2 separate regions of the Salmo salar genome follow, and region 1 is linked to region 2. Evidence: chromatin contacts called from public Hi-C data. All regions are on one chromosome and are shown on one strand. Each heading gives the region's core, a stretch centred on a gene start, on an enhancer-like site or on the middle of the called end of the contact. The rest is flanking DNA. Distances are from core to core; before and after follow the strand shown. Region 1 holds the start of her9 (hairy-related 9). Region 2 holds the start of perm1a (PPARGC1 and ESRR induced regulator, muscle 1a).

Region 1 (2,700 bases), core at 28-2,527, 140 kb before region 2:
TTTCTGTTATTATATTTCTACTTTCAATGTGTTGTGTGACCTGCATTGTTTTGTAGCCTAGGCCAAATGGCTTCCATTCTCCATAGAGGAATTAACGAGTTCGAGAAGAAAAGGGTCAGTGCTATTTGAGATCCTTGGGACGTCCCTACTCTAAACCCTAATCATAACCCTTACCCTAACCTTAGCCCTTATCTAACCCGAACCATTTTCAACGTCAACTTCAATAGGGTAGGGACGTCCCAAGGATCCAAAGAAAAGTCCCCCTCAAGGCTGTAATAAGGGAAATCCGTTTCGGCACGTGCTCAGTGGAGGCTCAAGTGTACGGAGCAGGCGCACACAGTGCGACTGGCAAGCGGACAGATGTCGCATCGCTCTTCCTCCGCACCCTTCACAGCTTCCGCGCTGGAATGATTGGCACTTAGATGTTCATACAGCCAATAAGACGTAGCTCAGTTAGATCTGCATAAAGTGACAGCCTGCCATTGGTTGACTGCGTGCCCCTGCAAACAGCCTCGCGTGCCATTACAGTTGTTCTGAGGCGCAATTGGATCTCTGGATAAGGCCTAGCTACTGATAAAATAATAATACTAATAATTAATAGGTTAAGACGAAGTGAACCGCTATACTGAAATGTTAATCTATATCATTGAAGTATTAATGTATAGTTATTACAACCCTTATGTTTATCCAAATATAAATGCATTTTACGCATTTGCGTCAGTGAATATGAAAATAGTTAAAATGTATTTATTGGGTACTTTAGTATAAACCCACACACACTTTTTGAATGTAAGCTATATTCTTGCCTTCGTCCATTGAGAAAAAAAGTATTTATTTTCGACATTTGGGATATGCCTATAGAAACTATTGAATAAATAGACATGCAACATTATTTCAAAGGTAGGCTATTTATATCAATATAGAATTAAAAGCATGGTGAGGCTTTGTAAAATACAGTATCTTTAAGCATCGTGAATATTTGTGAACACAAAAAGCATACATTTTTTAAGGGTATGAAGAAGTTGGAAGTAAACCGCCAGCGCATTCCCCCAATTCGCCTTATCACTTCACAGACAGACCGACTGCACTCGCCGCTTTGTTGTTTGTCCCTCCAGTGCCGATTGAGCAGCGCGTGACTGACAGCCCGCGGGGGTGTTGTCCAATCAGCAGTCTGCCCCGCGCCCAATGGGTGAGTCCGCACGCCCATTGGCTGAGACGAGTGTGGGAAAGAATGCAGAGAGGGTTTCACACGAACTGGGAGCATGCGAACCGTCTATAAGTACGGCTGGCGTGTGTCGGCAGCCGAGCAGACTCGACCTGCCCAACGTAGCTTGGCACAGCGCTCTCTCTTATACTCGATGACAATCCGGTTATACCAAGTGATATAGCTGATCAGTGGCGTGACTGTCGTAGGATATCTTTCACACTGGTTACAATTTGATCTAAACATAAAGAAGCAGAAATATTTTCCAACGTCTCCAAAAGGATATATTTTTTCTATCTGCCGGAAGAGGTCATTTAATCCAAAATGCCAGCCGACACCATGGAGAAACAAACGGCATCCCCTATTGCTGGTGCACCTGCAAATGGTTCCCATACTCCAGACAAACCCAAGAATGCCAGCGAGCATAGAAAGGTACACTTCTAAAACTGCCTGTGGATTTAAAATGAATCTGATTTATTCAGCATAGACCTGCTAGGCTAATGTTGCAAATTAAACTGTAGGTAGGCTAACGACATTTTACTTGTGAGATACTCGGAATTATCCATGAACATGCAATTCATGTTAAAAACATTTATTTTGCAGTCCTCAAAGCCCATCATGGAGAAACGTAGGAGAGCGAGGATAAACGAAAGCCTTGGCCAACTCAAGACACTCATCCTTGATGCACTTAAAAAAGATGTAAGTCAACGTGATTTCACAATTGAAAATCACTGTTTAGTTCATTATTCCTGGGATTTAATGTTGTATTAATGCACACTCCTTAACTTTGCTATGTTCTTATCCACAGAGTTCCAGACATTCTAAATTGGAGAAAGCCGATATTCTGGAAATGACAGTGAAGCACTTACGGAATTTACAGCGTGTGCAGATGACTGGTAAATTGCAATGCGAATATCTAATTTGACATCTGGCCAACACTTAATTTTTACATTTTCATCGAATAGACACGATTTCTAATGTTCTCATTTTTCTTTTTCCTCAGCAGCGTTGTCAGCAGACACTACTGTCCTCAGTAAATACCGGGCGGGATTCAACGAATGCATGAACGAGGTCACTCGCTTCTTGTCCACCAGCGAGGGGGTGAACACGGAGGTGAAGTCGCGGCTTCTCAACCACCTGTCAGGTTCCCTAGGCCAGATGATCGCCATGAACTACCCCCAGCCAACCCCAACTCAACAGGCTCACCTTGCGCAGCCTCTTCACGTGCAGCTACCTTCTACCGTGCCCAACAGTGTCTCTATGGGTTCCAAACTCAGCACCGTGGAAGCCTTGTCTCCTAAAGTTTTCGGGGGGTTCCAGCTTGTGCCTGCCACCGATGGACAGTTTGCTTTCCTTATTCCCAACCCTGCATTCGCCTCAGCATCAACCCCAGTCATCCCTCTGTATGCTAACGCAGGTGTACCAATGACAGTCAACGCCAGTCCTATCCACTGCAGCTCTGCGCCAACAGCATCATCCCCAGTCCATGGGATGAC
Region 2 (2,700 bases), core at 183-2,682:
AAACCAGATGCATTGATAGGGCTTTTTTGGGCACAAGGCCCAGCCTGCAGTTTGTTAATTAGGTGGGCTGTTTTCCTATAATTAGCCTTAGTGATGAAAATCAGGGCTCATAATGGCCGTGGATAGTAATAGAGTTTGTGAATGTGGAGGGTAGATGCAAATCCTGAATGTTTTTAGACGCAAGTTCGGAATGCTTAACAACAGTCTCTCCTCCAAGACTGGAATCCAACTGGTGTTTGTGTGAGCCAACCCTGTGGATGAAAGCGTTTCCAAATGTAGGCTACTCTTCTGACAACATGGTGAACAATTTGAAAGCGCCTTGTGTAAATTGCTTTATGAATCTGAACCCTTTCTAAAGTCAATATCCTTGTCATTACATTCCATTGCAATCAAGACACATCAGCAGTCTGTTACGCCCAGGTTAAGTGTTGATAATGAGATCATAAATGATATGCTATCTTGATATCTGTGAAAGTCAATGACATTTTTAGAGCAGGGATAGCCCCATAATCCTATTGTCCTCATTAAATCATCCTGATAGCTGTAAACAAAGACTTAAACCCACCTCAGTTTAAGCCTGGGGCATCTGAATGGCAGACCTCACAGTTTAAACAATGTATATGCAAAAGTTAAGTTAAAGTCACGTAAAATAACAGAATAAGAACTATAGATTGTTGTGAAGATATGGGATGGCCGATATCACCCTCAGGATCACTTCTTTGACTTGTCTGATTTATTGTAGAGTTCAGCTGTTGCTCGCACTCAAACCATAAAAAGGAGGCAAAAAATAATAATACATCCTAATCTACTGCCATGCTTGAAAGAATACAAAAAGTTACATGGCAAAGTTTTTATTTAGCACTTTATTGCACTTTGCACGCCCTGTCACTTTTTGTATTCAGATGAAATAATTGTAGAATTATTCTGTCTCCCACATGGAGGCAGGGCCGGCTCCAGGCATAAGCTACATAAGCAGTTGCTTAGGGCCCAACGGTCGCCTACCAATGGCAAAATATATAGAACTGCAGAAAACTTGCTCTAAAACTGCAACATTTTCTCTATGCTCCATGGCAAAATGTGTAGAAATGCAGGAAATTGACTTTAAAAAGTAAATTGTTCTCTCCACTGTCAAGAGGAGGGACACCATTTTTTTCCCCCCTTGGTGGGGAGGCCCCCTAAACAAATCTCGCTTAGGGCCCCCAAAAGGCTAGAGCTGGCCCTGCATGGAGGGATCAGCTAGCTAGATTCTGGCTGCAACATGGCCTGTGTCAGACGACTCTCACATAAACTGGCATCCATTTTTTTCCATGGCCGCTCCAGCACTCCAACCTTTTCTGGCATTCACTCTGACTGTCCACAGTGTCAAGTGTGTCTAAGGGGAAGATTCAGATCCTCTGTCACCCAGTGACATCATACCAGCGATGTATCAGCTGACTGACTGCCACAAATGACACTCTTCCGTGGGAGTGTGGCCATTGTCAGGAGCATTAGCTGCCTCGCAAGACTTTACTGCAGAAACATCGGGTACAGTTGTGTTATGCCCTGGCTGTTCCATACAACCAATGTTAGAATGAATCTGTCTAATACTACAAGGAAGCAAGGAACCCCAAAAATATAAACTTATACGAAAGACCACTTGCTGTCTAACTGGCATGAAGAAGGTGTGACAAAGTGGGTAAACTACATTAATATCACGTAGACATTCAAGATCTTGTGATCACTTTGTGAGTGTGGCATCTATTTACGGTGCTGAAACGTTATACCTCTGTTGGGAATGATGGCAAGCGCCAGACTGGAGCATTGCGTGTATTACGTGATAAGAGGCACCGAAGCACCGCTCTATTTATAACGAATCATAGGGCCTGACACATTGCACTCTCACAACATATGGACGGCCGACCAGAGGACACATAGAGAAACAGCATGCCACTGCTGGGACTCCGGAGCATAACACTCTATATAGGAGTGGCACAGCAGCAGGAGGCTTAACAGGTAGGACCTTATGGCTGCACACATGGACAATACACTTTCTGATACAGATGTGTGGGGGAGTCCTTTAATAGTTAAGGTCATTTCAAGTAATGTTGGAGTTAGTGATTCTGTGACATACATGAATTTCCTGAAAACTATCTTTTTATTTTAGTTAATGATTACATTTCCCCACCTAGACAGAAGGAATTGCACATCAAGTGGGGGCTCATAGGCCACAACAAAGCATACCATCATGCGTTAGCAGACATTATCTATGAAGGCTTTTTGCAAAGCAGGTCTTAGTTGCTCTCCTCAAACAAGTTTTCGCAATGCACTTGGCAAACGTAGCCAATACTTGGTTGAGACATCATGTGGCCTAAACTGATGGCAAACAAAGATTTTCAAGAGTTGACGTTATCTGTCATTTGTTGCAGTAGCATTGTTAAGAATCCCACTTTTTTGTTGAACTAGTTTGAGACACGAGTATCTTTATCTTCTCAGGTGTCACACCATGTTTGCAGTGACATTTAAAGCACTGTGTTGATTTATTTCACAGGTAGTGGTGAAACTGTTTTGTAACCCTTCCTCACAATGGATGACTATGAACACAGTGTGCACGTCTCCGAGTGTGACTGGGACTCCTTCTTCCAGGAGTGCGAGGAGTGTGACCTCCACCCCCCCGCGCTGGCTGGATTGGACTCTAGCATTAGTGACTACAGCTTGAGTGAT

The links. A called contact is a pair of places that touch in the nucleus more often than the background predicts.
Region 1: a contact with region 2 is called in a Hi-C map of gill, with 4 times the contacts expected there. The contact joins the promoter of her9 here to the promoter of perm1a in region 2. A contact is called at or near these places in 2 of 3 Hi-C or Micro-C datasets (gill and muscle).

The regions. Positions count from the first base shown.
Region 1 is chrssa15:74,926,401-74,929,100 of Ssal_v3.1, reverse strand. It overlaps her9 (hairy-related 9), which reads left to right and starts at 1,277. Exons shown (of 4, transcript XM_014146000.2): 1 at 1,277-1,636; 2 at 1,808-1,903; 3 at 2,013-2,100; 4 at 2,211-2,700. The coding sequence starts at 1,529.
Region 2 is chrssa15:74,790,368-74,793,067 of Ssal_v3.1, reverse strand. It overlaps perm1a (PPARGC1 and ESRR induced regulator, muscle 1a), which reads left to right and starts at 1,432. Exons shown (of 4, transcript XM_014146001.2): 1 at 1,432-1,992; 2 at 2,528-2,700. The coding sequence starts at 2,563.